2 separate regions of the Mus musculus genome follow, and region 2 is linked to region 1. The links are chromatin contacts, called in public Hi-C maps. All regions are on one chromosome and are shown on one strand. Each heading gives the region's core, a stretch centred on a gene start, on an enhancer-like site or on the middle of the called end of the contact. The rest is flanking DNA. Distances are from core to core; before and after follow the strand shown.

Region 1 (6,043 bases), core at 1,385-3,884:
TTTACAGGTGTTATTATCTTAGGACTGCAGCTAGAGAGGTTCTATGCATTCAGGTTAGGCTTACCTGTGTAGTCCAGGCTCACCCTCCCTATTTTAAATTCTGTCAACTCAACCCTGCTCGCAAAACTCCTTTTGTCATGAAACATCACATATCCTTGGGTCTTGGGCACCATGGTGAGGACATTGGTGGGAGGTATTCTGCCTGCAGGGGGTTCAGGGGAAGAGTTGATGGAGCCTGGTGATAATTTAATGAATCTGTTATTTCTAAATGGATCAAGACCTGTAAAATATCTCCCCCATTATCTTCTAAATAGATTCCAGCTGTACGAGGAGACGGGTGGTGGGATGTGCTTTGCAGGGGTGGGGTTGGGGTGTAGAGTTGGACTGTAACTTTTCTGTCTTCTCTTTTGGATCATTGACTTACTTCTCAGGCAAGTTTCATTTGCTTAAAGCACTGTTTTATGAATGTCAACTTCTCCATGGAGACCCCTCCCCCTTTCCTCATCGTCAGCAGCTGCCCCTCCTCCAGCCGCCCACTCTCTCGCTGCTATTTGGAGTTGAAAGCTGTTCACTTTCATAAAACTCGACTTCTTGAGGTGTGTGTGGGTGCTGCTTGATTCCTGCATTGGAGACTGATTTTATTTAGAAATCACTTAAAGGATTCGTTAAAAAATGCAAATTCCTAGGCAGCTTAGGACCTCTGGAAATCTTGAAATGTCGCTTAGATAGCTGGGTGTGGTGGCACATACCTCTAGTCTCAACTTTTTTTTTAAGATTTTTTTATTTGTTATATGTAAGTACACTGTATCTATCTTTAGACACTCCAGAAGAGGGAGTCAGATCTCCTTATGGATGGTTGCGAGCCACCATGTGGTTGCTGGGATTTGAACTCAGGACCTTTGGAAGAGCAGTCGGGTGCTCTTTTTGGCTGAGCCATCTCACCAGCCCCTAGTCTCAACTTTTGAGAGGTGAGGCCCATGGATTCCTCATTAATGGGGTCAAGGCCAGTTTGAGAGCTTATCTCAAACAAACAAACAAACAAACAAAGTAGCAACGGATGTAAGGAAAAGAAAGAAGCAAAGAAACATAGAAAGAAACAAATATTTCTTAGAAGACGATCTAGTTCCTTATTCCCAAGAAGCTGTGGGGCCCAAATCCAGATCTAAGCATCTTGGTGGACCAGAGGCCTCCGATGAGAGGCTGGATTTAAAACACTGCCACCTTATGGCGGAGGGAGGAACTGCACTTGTGGTCTCTGAGTCCGGTGAGTGCCTAGTGGCTATGCTCATGTTTCATGAGTACAATGTGTGCTACTTGGGGTGTTGGGGATCCCATGATTTGTATCCTTTAAAAAGCAGGAAAAGCTGGGAAGAACGTCAAAGGTCTAGTAGATGGGTGGTTCATGGAGGAGCAATGACCCTAGGCAAGCAAGCAGTCATTAACACAGGCAGAGAGGGGACGGGAGAGGCGAGTACTTGGATTCCCACAGTTCAAGCACATCAGCGAGGGACCCAGACTGACACCAGTGCAGAGTCTTCCTTGTCTGATTGGCTGGCAGGTGATCCACCCTTCTGGCTTCCACCAGTGCCCTGGGGCCCCATCACTTTCTGACTGGGAGACTGTTCATAAGCTACTTCCTCAGGCGAATGCTTGCTGTACATTTCTTTGCCGACTTCACCCAGCTCCAGCCTTGAACAGAAGCCCTGATCCCCATAGACCCTGCCTCGGTGGGACTGGTTGACTCTCTTATCTTAGCTGCTGAGAGTCAGGTCCCAAGTAGGAGTGTCTGGGACTTCCTTCCTTTCTTGCTACTTAAAATGTCTTGATTAGATTTTCCAGCCTTATCAGCTGTGAAAGGCAGAGAGACGTCTAGCTGCAGGCAAACCCTGCCGCAGACACCTCCTGCTCAACTCTGCTCTGGAGAGTTCCTGGAAGAAGTGTGTAGCCTCTCAGAGAGGATCTGGTGTTTTAGAGTCTTCTAGGAGAGGAAAATTCAGGTGGCAATATCTTTGAGGGCAGAACAGATTTCTTGATTTAACCTTGCTTTGAAGGCCAACCAAGGTTCCCCGGCTTGAAGGCAGATCTTTCTCCCAGGCTCACCTGCAGTTCATACAGAACTTTCTCGAGGCCCAGCCATGTGGTCACCTGTTGACACTATGGAGCCGTGGATTCAAGGTCACCTAGATACGGTATCTCACAGAACATCTGACCTGGAAAGGTGCTCTCTGTCTTGTCTCTCTTGTCCCTTTAGAGGAGGGGACTCCACACCATTTGGCTGCTGTCACAGGGTGTTCTAGAACACCCTAGAGTCTGCTGACATGACATCCATTTTCTTTTAAGGTTTATTCATTTTATGAGGATGTGTGTGTGTGTGTGTGTGTGTTTGCCCACCTGTATGTTTGCACAGCTTTCCTGCTTAGTACCCAAAGAGGCCAGTAGAGGGAGTCAGGTCCCATGGACCTGGAGTTTTCCGGCAGTTTTGAGCTGCCATGTGGGTGATGGAATTAAACCTAGGTTGTCTGAAAGAAGAGTCAATGTTCTTAACTACTGAGCCCTCTCTCCAGTCCTGTATTCATATTTGAGTGCATTAAGTGGACTATGTGCATGCAGTGCCTGCAAAGGTCAGAAGAGGGCGCCAGATCCCTCTGAGCTGGGGTTAGAAATGTTTGTGACTCACAGTGGAAATCCGCTGGGGTCCTCTCCAAGAGCGCGAAGTAAGTGTTCTTAATCTTTCCAACCCTGCAATCTGCTTTCCACAGCGGGTCACTGCGGTTCTCTTAGTGCAATCTTGACGTCATTTCGGATAGAAATTTTGACAGAGAAATCTGTAAGGGCACTGGCCTTTAGTGGTTCTTCAAGTCTCAGCAATTTCTCACTGAGATAAGATGCAGACCCCTCTTTGAAGCTGACTTTGCTGAGCACTCTTACCCTCCTTCTGGAATGGCATGCTTGGAATGTGATTTCAGCTTATCAGCCTCCTCCCCAGCGGCCAAGGCAGTAGCTAGTCTCCAAGGCGTCCAGAAACCTTCACCTTCTAAGCCTCTATAAAACTGAACTTGCCCATAGCCGCCCCCACCTCTCTTCTAGTCTCAACCTGTTGGCTCTGGATCCCTCCTCCCCTGAGTGACCTCTGGTCTCTTTCAGTGCTGAATGCCCTGGGGGAGGGGAGGGGGAGGGGGAGGGGGAGGGGAGGGGGAGGGGGAGGGTAAGAATCAAAGCCATTCTAGAAACTTCTGTCTTGTACTTTGATGATTTGGAAATTCCATGGTGAAAAAAATATGGACTTCCGCTTTTAATTAATAAAAAAAAAAAAAAAAAAACACCCCTGGGCCAAACTATGGGATTAAGTCAATAATAAGTTCCAAATCCAGGAAGCAGATGTTCCGAGGCCGGTTTATTTATTCAACATGGTGTGACGCTGAGACCTAGCTGCATAAATGCTCTTACAAGACGGGAAATCCTTCCCAAGGAATTTTGTACACAAGAAGCCCCCTTTCCTGTCCCCTTATCTCCAAGGCTCTGCTTTGATGCTTTACCTCATGGCTGACTTGGTTCCCTCTGCAATTCTCGGGTCTCAGTCACCTGACCTTGAGCCAAAGACCCCTTGAGCAAATCTCCCGGACTGTAGGGAGGATAATGAATTACTCCAAATACATTTGCCTCCGCTGCTGCGTTGTCGTTAAGGAGAAATGGTACTTTAGTCTAAGAAAATGACTGTGCACTGAGATACCATTCCACCGTGAACTAGCCCTGGGTAAATTATTTTATCAGCATAATACATAATGATTTTAGAAAGCTTAAGGGATTGGAAGAGAGTCATGGGGCCCCATTCACAGAGCATGCATTTTGGCTTTTGGAGATCTGGATTTACAAAATGAAACGGATTCTCCGGCTGCCTTGGGGGCCAACGCTTTAGTTAATTTAATTTTCTGGATACATAAAGCTAATCCAGAGGTTTGTCTCAGCTCCTTAAACAATCTTAGTTCAATGTGACGGCTGGAAATGTGGCTTCCCTTTCTGAGAAACCATGTGTGGGTAGCCCTGACATGTGAACTGTGTTAGGCTGGATAGAATGGATTGAAGGTTTTATGTGATAGGGCATCTTCCTCGGTGGCCCATAACAGACTCCTTAAACTGCCTTTTACACTAAGGTTGGTGCTGGCTTCTTGTACAAAATAGGCTTGTCCTCTGGCTGTGGTAGGTATGTCACCTGCCCCACAGAGCCTGAGAACTGGGGACTTTCTCTTAGATGTTGTGGAGTACACACAAGATGTCAATTTCTCCCAAGAGCTGAAATTATTGATGTGTTTATAAAAAATATAAAGAGAAGGGAATATGTTCTATGGAAGTGTGATGCAGTATGGAGGGGAAGGGAGTGTCTCTACAGGCCCATACCAAGGCATCCCTCCCCGCTGGGGGACCAGCCACACAAAGGTATAGTATAAAATAGAGTTTATTCAGGGCATGCAGAGGGGAGTTAAGAGGGTAGTAGAGGCAGAGAAAGGCAAAGAGAGAGAGCAGTAGAGGAGAAGAGGCCGGCCATGAGCACGTGGGGTGTGGAGGTGTTGGGGGGGGGAGGGGAGGGAAGCAAAGAAACAAGAGACAACAAGAATGAGAGGAAGAATGGGGCAATCAGCCCCTTTTTTGTGGGTCAGGTCTACCTGGCTAGCCAGGTAACTGTGAGGTGGAGTTTAGACAGAATGCTGTCAATCATGACACTTGAACTTGGGATCTGGGATTGGTCAAGATGGAACTAAGTGGCAGGTCTCATATGGAGGCTTATTAAAAGACAGCGGTACAGATGCTGCCTGGAGGGGGAGGGGAGGGGTGGAGCATAGGGCATGTGCAGGAGGACATGTGACAGGGTCAACAGTGGAAATGTGTCGCCTCTGGGCAGCTAGTGATGACGCGTCTTATTGTTCCAAGTCCCTCAGGGGCTGCCTAGGAAGGTGCCTGATTGCTAACATTGTCGCAGGGTCCTTTTTGGGCTGGCCAAGGAGGTGCCTGATTACTAACAGGCCACTTCTAATGTCAGTTTATATTCTTATTTTTATTTTTCATTATTTACATAAGTATTAGAGATTGAACCTACAGCACAGAGAGTTTGAGGCAAGTGCTTTATTGATAAATTATATTCCTACCTCTCTGTCCTATTTAACTTTCCTGTTGCTGTGCCCAAAAACAACGTAAGGAGGAAAAGATTTATTTCCGCTTACAGCTTGTAGTTCATCATTCAGGGAAGTCAGGGCAGGAAATCAAAACATAAACCTGGATGTAGAAGCTAGTGCAAAGGTCATAGAAGAATGCTACTTACTGGCTTGCTCAGCCTACTTATATAACCTAGGATCACCTGCTCAGGACTGGCACCACCCACAATGAGCTGGGCCCTCCCAATTCAGTTGTCAATCAAAAAAACCCCGCCAAAACAAACAAACAAACAAACAAACAAAACACATCACAGGCTTGCCAACAGGCCAGTGTGCTGGAGGCATTTTCTTAGTGGCTCTTCCTTCTTCTAAAATGACTCTAACGTGTGTCAAGTTGACATAAAACCGGTCATCCCATCCTCTTCTCCCCTTTTTAAATCTGAAGACCAGGTCTCCAGCAGCTGTCCAGGCTGGCCTTGAACTTGTCCTGTAACCCAGGCTGGTTTTGAACTTGCGGTCCTCCTATCCCAGTTTCTCAAATTGCTGGGGTGATAGACCTGTACCGCCAGGCTGGCTGACAGCCACATTCTGTATTCCAGACAGATAGCAGACCCTCCAGGAGAAGCCTGTCTCAAGGAAGAAAAAAATCAAAATGGAAGTGCCCTGGTTCAGACAATTAAGCAGGTGTCAGGAGGCCATCAGACACACCCACCCAGAAGATAGCTCACCACAGAAGCACCTCTGACACCCCCCCATCTTAACTCCACCTCCCACTTGCTCCCACCCACCAAGTGAGCCAGAGATTAAGTCACCTCCCAAGCCATTCTTAACAGCTTAACTTCAAACCCCTGACTAATGGATGATGTCATCGCCAACCCCCTTGAGATTCAAAGCTA
Region 2 (6,043 bases), core at 2,336-4,835, 200 kb after region 1:
CTCACTCTTCAGATAGCAAAGCAACTCTCAGTCCATAGACGATGCAGAAGAGTGGGAGTCAGCTGAATTAAGCAGGCAATCTGAAAACAGTGGCTGAAAACAAGAAGATGTAACAGGGCAGAGAGTATGGTAGGTCTTCCTTTCCAGTGGCTGCTGTCTTTTGTACCACCTTTTAGAGGAAGCCCAAGCCTATAGAATGTACTCCAAGAGGGACCATCTTTAATGTCCATTTGATGCAAATGATTCTGGGACACATATAGGCATTCATATATCCTTTCATACTTGACTGCATTTATGTGGAAAGTTCTTCCTGGAGAAATTGCTTTGTCAGAGGACATGAGAATTTCCTATGTTGGCAGATCTTTCCATGGGATTGAAAGTTGAATCCTCCCACCGAAAGGTGTATGTGTGAGGCTTCAGACTGTTCACATCGTGGCTTAAATATGTGGTAGTAGGCTGCTAAGAACCCACGTTGGTCCCAGTGGCACAAACCAAGGCAGATCATGTCTCTTATGGAGGCTCCAGTTACCTCAGCTGAGTAAAGGCAACAGCACCCCCCAAAAGCAGCTACATGGCTTCTATAAAGACGGAACCAGAAGCAGCCAGCACTCTTCTGTCAGCTGTGAAGCTTTCTGGACGTGCTGCTCAAGGCCAGCAAGAGGGCTTTGCCTTCCTCAAGCTCACTTCTGCTCTGTGGGAGACATGATGGTCTCCAGCATGCTCACCAAGAGGAAAATGGACACGGGAAGGAGTTCCACCTTGGAAAGGACTTGCAGCAAAGGTAAATTTCTCTAATTTTGTGGCTTGATGTGAAATGCCTCCCCCCAGGCTCATGTGTTTGGATAGCTGGTCTCCAGATTGTTGTACTGGTTGGAAAGTTGTGGAACCTTTAGGAGGTAGAGCCTTGCTGGAGGGAGTGGACCACCGATGGCAGGCTGTGGGGCTGTCCTGTTCAGCCCCACTTCTTGCCACTCTCTGCTTCCTGACTATAGATGAAGATGTGCCACCATGCTTTCCACGATATGATGGAGCAAAAGACAAAATAAACCCCTTTTCCACACCTTTTTCTCGGGTGTTTGATCACTGTAACAAGAAATTTGACTGTAGAGAGAACTTCTTATAAGCATCACCTGTCAATCAAAAAAGCCGATGGCCAATGAGCTTCCTGGGAGGAAGAGAAAAGACTCTGGGTAATAGTGTCATATAAAAGAGGGATTCAAGAGAGCAGAGAGGAGATGGACGTAAACCAGCAGTAGATGAACTCAGGGAGACATTGGGGAGATGAGAAGGAAGAAGCAAGCTGGGACTGAAGAGAGGTAACTAACCAAGTGGTAGACAGAATAGTTTAAATGGTTAAATAAGTTAAGATACTACCGCATATTTAAACCAGGATGTGAACAGTCTAAAGCCTCACACATACACCTTTGGGTGGGGGGGGGGGGATTCAACTTTCAATCCCATGGAAAGATCTGCCAACATAGAAAATTCTCATGTCCTCTGACAAAGCAATTTCTCCAGGAAGAACTTACCACACCTAAGTAGTCTTGGAGTCGTCATTCTGGGAGTTGGGGTGGGAAAGGAAAACTTGGAACTTAATGTGTTTTTTTTTTCCCCACATTTTACTAATTCAGCTGGTGTCACCCTTGGTCCTTCAGGCTGAGACAAGTCAGCAAGAGCTGGTGAGTAATTTGTCCCCACAGTCTAACCAGGCTTGAGGAATCACATAATGTCACCTCACCTAGGAAAGTTCAAAGTGCCCCCATGAGCCCCTTCTGTAGCATCTTTGGAAGACCTCAGTGGCCAGACGGTCACAACACGATCTGGGTATTATGCATTTCAAAATGTCATATTGGCCTTTTTTGGGGGTAGGGAGAATGAGTTGTTTTAACTTTGATCATTACACTCTGGATGGTTTGTAGGTGACCTATGTCCATATTCTTGTGTGTATAACTCTGCCTTTGTGTTATAATAGCATTTAATTAGTAGCATTTGAAAACCATTTTAGCATTTGAATGATTCATAAAGGACATCACTCTGAGACTCAGTTTATTAAAATTGTATGTAATTATCATAGAATCTTCTGTCTGTATGGAAGTTTGAAATACAAGGAACAATTTACCAGTTCTGTGTCCCGTGTCCCAAGTCCCAGCCTCACCACTTGTAATGCAAAGCCATGGCTTCTCCTTTTGGAGGTTTTCTCTGTCCGATTTAGACTCTATCTCTGCGCACATTTATGCCAGTCTACGTGTATAATTCTTTTTTAAAAACGGAATCTCACCAGTGCAGTGTTCTGAGGTCTGATCCATCCCTTTGCAGAGGCTGCTCATGAAGGTCTCCTCCTTCTTTAACAAAGCACAGGCTGTTTGCTGATCTTGGACAGTTGTCTTGGTGAGTGATATGGGATATTGATATGCAGGAAAATGGGCCTGCATCTTGTCTTTGCTCCTGTTCTATTGCTGTGAAGAGACACTTTGACCAGGACAACTCTTAAAAATGAAAATGTTTAATTGGGGGCTGGCTTACAGTTTGAGAGGCTTAGTCCATTATCATCATGATGGAGTACAGAGCCATGCAGGCAGACGTGGTGCTGGAGAAGTAGTTGAGAGCTGCATCGGGATTCACAGGCAGAGAGAAGGAGAGCTTCTGAGCCTGGCATGGGATTCTGAAACTCAAAGCCCACTTCCAGTGATACACCTCCCCCAGAAAGACCACACCTTCTAGTCATTTGAAATGGTGCCACTCAGGGCTGGAGAGATGGCTCAGTGGTTAAGAGCACTGGCTGCTTGCTCCTTTAGTTCCCAGCAACCACACAACAGCTCATGACCATCTATAATGGGATCTAATGGCGTCTTCTTGCATTTAAGCATTCAGACAGACAGAGTACTCATACACATAAAAATATACATAAATAAAAATTAAAAATAGTGCCACTCCCTAGCAACTAAGCATTCAAATATATGAGCCTATGGGGGCCATTCCTATTCAGATGATTGCACCAACCTACTGACATCTTGTTTAAAAGGTAAGTACTACTTACCTTTTGGATTCAGTACCAAAAATCACTCCCTGTTCACAAGCCCTCTCTCCAGGAGTCCATATTAGACACATATGCTGATTGCATTATGCTTTATTCTTGCCCAGCATGTTCAGGCAGAATGAACAGCCACACCCCCAGGAGGCAAACACATGTGCAGTCCTGGAAGGAGGACCATTGCTTGGCTCCCCTGCTTGCCCCTGGCTCTCAGAAAGATGCCAGATTCTAGTTTCCTTTTCTCTGTGGGTATTCCAGGAACAGAGAAAAATTCCTGGATCATGAGTCAGCTATCTTCCTGAGTCCAGTGGTTTTACAGGGCCAGGACACCCCCCACCCCAAATACACACAGAGAAGGGAAAGTGAGAAAGAGATCAAGTCCCTGCCTATTTCAGAACATCCCTAGTGTGCCTTGTCTTTCCCTGAGCTTTGCCTTTGGGGGCTGGGGAGTTGGTTCACACTCATACTGAAGGCTGGGTATGCATGAACACAGTGTGGGACCAAAGAGTGTCAAGGACCCAGAGGAGGGAGCAGTCAGTTCCTTCTCCTTTTGCCCAAGCCCCAGATAAAAGGCCACATTTGATACTAGGGATGATGACACACAGGGCCCAGCCTGCAACTCAGTGAAGAATGTGTTTTCCTCTTCTCCTCAGAGTCAAGGCCAAGTCAGAGGCTCCAGGAAACAATCTCAAAAAGCAAGCATTCAGTTCCTGAATACAAATATTCCCCATTAGCAAAAAGAGCCATTGCAAGGACAAGTCTCCTTAGTTGAAAGCTGCAGACTAATGACTACTCTTAATGGTCACCAAACTGTGGCTCTGCCAGTTTGTTTTATAGGAATTGGGTGCTATGAGGACCAGTGAAAGATTCTTTACTTTGCTGTAAGAATCTGTGTATGGGATGACACAGGAGGCTTAAAGGACACTTCAAGTGCACTAGCTACTTCAGTGGCTACACTGAACTCTCTATGCTTGCACTGTCAAGGTCATTGTCTATGTCTGGTGTGAACTTTAGGGAAACTTGACCCGAAGGATGAATGGCCTCACAGAGAATAAGAAACAAGCTATAGGGATGGAGGGATGACTCAGTGGGTGAAGGGTTTGCCTTGTGAGCATGAAGATTTGAATTTGAGTCCCAGAACCCAAGAAAAAAGCCAGGCATGGCGGAATACACTGTAACTCCACATCAGGGAAGACAAAGACAGGAGAATCCCTGGGACTCTCTGGCCAACTAGTCTAGCCTGCTACTTAGTGAGATCCAGGCTAGTGAGAGACTCTGTCCCCTAAAGCAAGGGGAAAGAGAACTTGAAGAAAAATGCCTGAACTTGATCCTTGGTCTCTACATACATATAAACATATGTTATATAGATGTGCACACATGTGTACATGCATGAATTCATATGTGCGTGCACACACACACACACACACACACACAGAGAGAGAGAGAGAGAGAGAGAGAGAGAGAGAGAGCGCTTGACTTTGATATTCTCTTATGTAAGCCTGGGTTAAAGACTCTTGTAGCCTAAAATAGACCATAGCTGGTGGGATGGGAACTGAGATGGCTCTTCATGTTCTCTGTTTTAAAGTAACCCTTCAGGGCAGGATGGGTGAATGTAGACACAATGCATGCTTCAGATGTCATAAGACTGTTTTCCCTTGGTCTGGACAATTATCCTTTAAGGTCATCTAAGGAGCCTAATTTCCAAATCAAACAGCTCTCCACACACCACTGTAGTTGATTTCCTCTTCTGTTTGTGATCCTAATGGAGTCTTAGAAATACATGTAAAGTCTGAGGCTTAGACCACTTCCTTAGGTGGCTAATTTAGCTCATCTGTGTCTGTGACACATGCTTAACAACAGCAGAACTCTCTCTTTCCTCTTTCTTATCATTTGACATAGAAGTTTCTATGTATGTACACACATGTGTTCACGTGTCCAAATACACATACAGTTTGAGCAAAGAACATTACAAAGAGACCTTTGGGTGCAGACTTTTAAGACTTAAGTGTGACAGTTTTTCTGGGAGTCAACTTGGATACCAGTTATATCCCAGATGAATATACGATGCTATGTACTCTGGAGACTCAATTCTACATGGCAATTGAAAGACAGAAGCATTCTGATAAAGATTTGTGTTAAAATCAGCTACATTGTGAAGAATAGAGTATGCCACATCTGAGAAGATGAAAACCGAGAGAGAAGATAGGAAAAAGAATGGTTGGGGGTTGAGTCCTTGGCCACAGGACTCACCTTACAACTGTCCCTAGCTGAATGGCTTTTTAGTCTGTGCAAGCTAGTCCTTTGCCCGTCTGTCTGAGGTAGGTATACTGGTAAGTCATTGATAGTCTGAGGGTTCATTCACGTATACTTATTGGGGTTTGGTCTGTTGCTGTGCATTCAAAGGCTAAAATCTGTACCTCAAGATCTGGTTTCCTTAAGATGAACAGAATCTCACTCACACCAGCCTTTGTTGTATAAACCTTGTTCTCCCGTTATCCCTGATTGGTTAATAAAAGTTGCTGACAGCCTATAGCTGGGCAGAGGAGAGGTAGGCGGGGCAAAGGTTCCCAGGCTTGGCATCTCAGGTAGGGACTACAAGAGAGAGCAAAGGAAGAGGAAGAAGAAAGTCACCGTGGGGTAATACGGACCATGAGCATGTGGCCATGAGTGCTAGCTTGAAGAATCAGAAGCAGCACAAATTTGGGAAGTCGTACGTGGAGTTCAAGGCATGAATGCAGAGAAAGTAGCTTAGGGTTGATATCGGCACCACTTCAGTGAGTTAAAGCTTATTACAATCCTCAAGGCCTCTGTGTCTTTTATTTGGGTAATAGCTGGTTAAAGAGTAACCCTCACCATACCGATTTTCAACATTAGTTATTAATCACAGACTACTTAAATCACTCTACACTTACCCATTTAGTAGATGGCTACGCACTAGGTCCCATATTCATCTTAGAAGAGGCAGCCAAGGCTGGAGAGATGGATCAGTGGTTTAGAGCACTTGTTGCTTGT

The links. A called contact is a pair of places that touch in the nucleus more often than the background predicts.
Region 2: a contact with region 1 is called in a Hi-C map of Sertoli cells, with 3 times the contacts expected there. The contact joins two enhancer-like sites. A contact is called at or near these places in 1 of 15 datasets of contacts at CTCF or cohesin (the NIH/3T3 cell line), 11 of 484 Hi-C or Micro-C datasets (Sertoli cells, cerebral cortex, conventional dendritic cells and 6 more), 8 of 115 datasets of contacts at active chromatin or transcription factors (the NIH/3T3 cell line, cardiomyocytes, embryonic stem cells and 3 more) and 2 of 9 other capture datasets (embryonic stem cells and embryonic tail).

Annotation. Positions count from the first base shown.
Region 1 is chr1:89,188,237-89,194,279 of GRCm38.p6, reverse strand. No RefSeq gene overlaps it. Among named protein-coding and RNA genes, the nearest start is that of Gm34331, 88 kb to the right of the region's middle. Within about 2 kb of position 2,634, at least 91 of the 459 cell types and tissues checked have an H3K27ac peak or open chromatin away from gene starts, as enhancers often do. A contact at or near this core is called in Sertoli cells and trophoblast stem cells, where this site is marked.
Region 2 is chr1:88,985,748-88,991,790 of GRCm38.p6, reverse strand. Gm34194 (a long non-coding RNA gene) reads left to right here. Exons shown (of 9, transcript XR_003947921.1): 4 at 13-781; 5 at 1,632-1,679; 6 at 2,317-2,388. Among named protein-coding and RNA genes, the nearest start is that of 1700067G17Rik, 27 kb to the left of the region's middle. Within about 2 kb of position 3,585, at least 19 of the 459 cell types and tissues checked have an H3K27ac peak or open chromatin away from gene starts, as enhancers often do. A contact at or near this core is called in Sertoli cells and trophoblast stem cells, where this site is marked.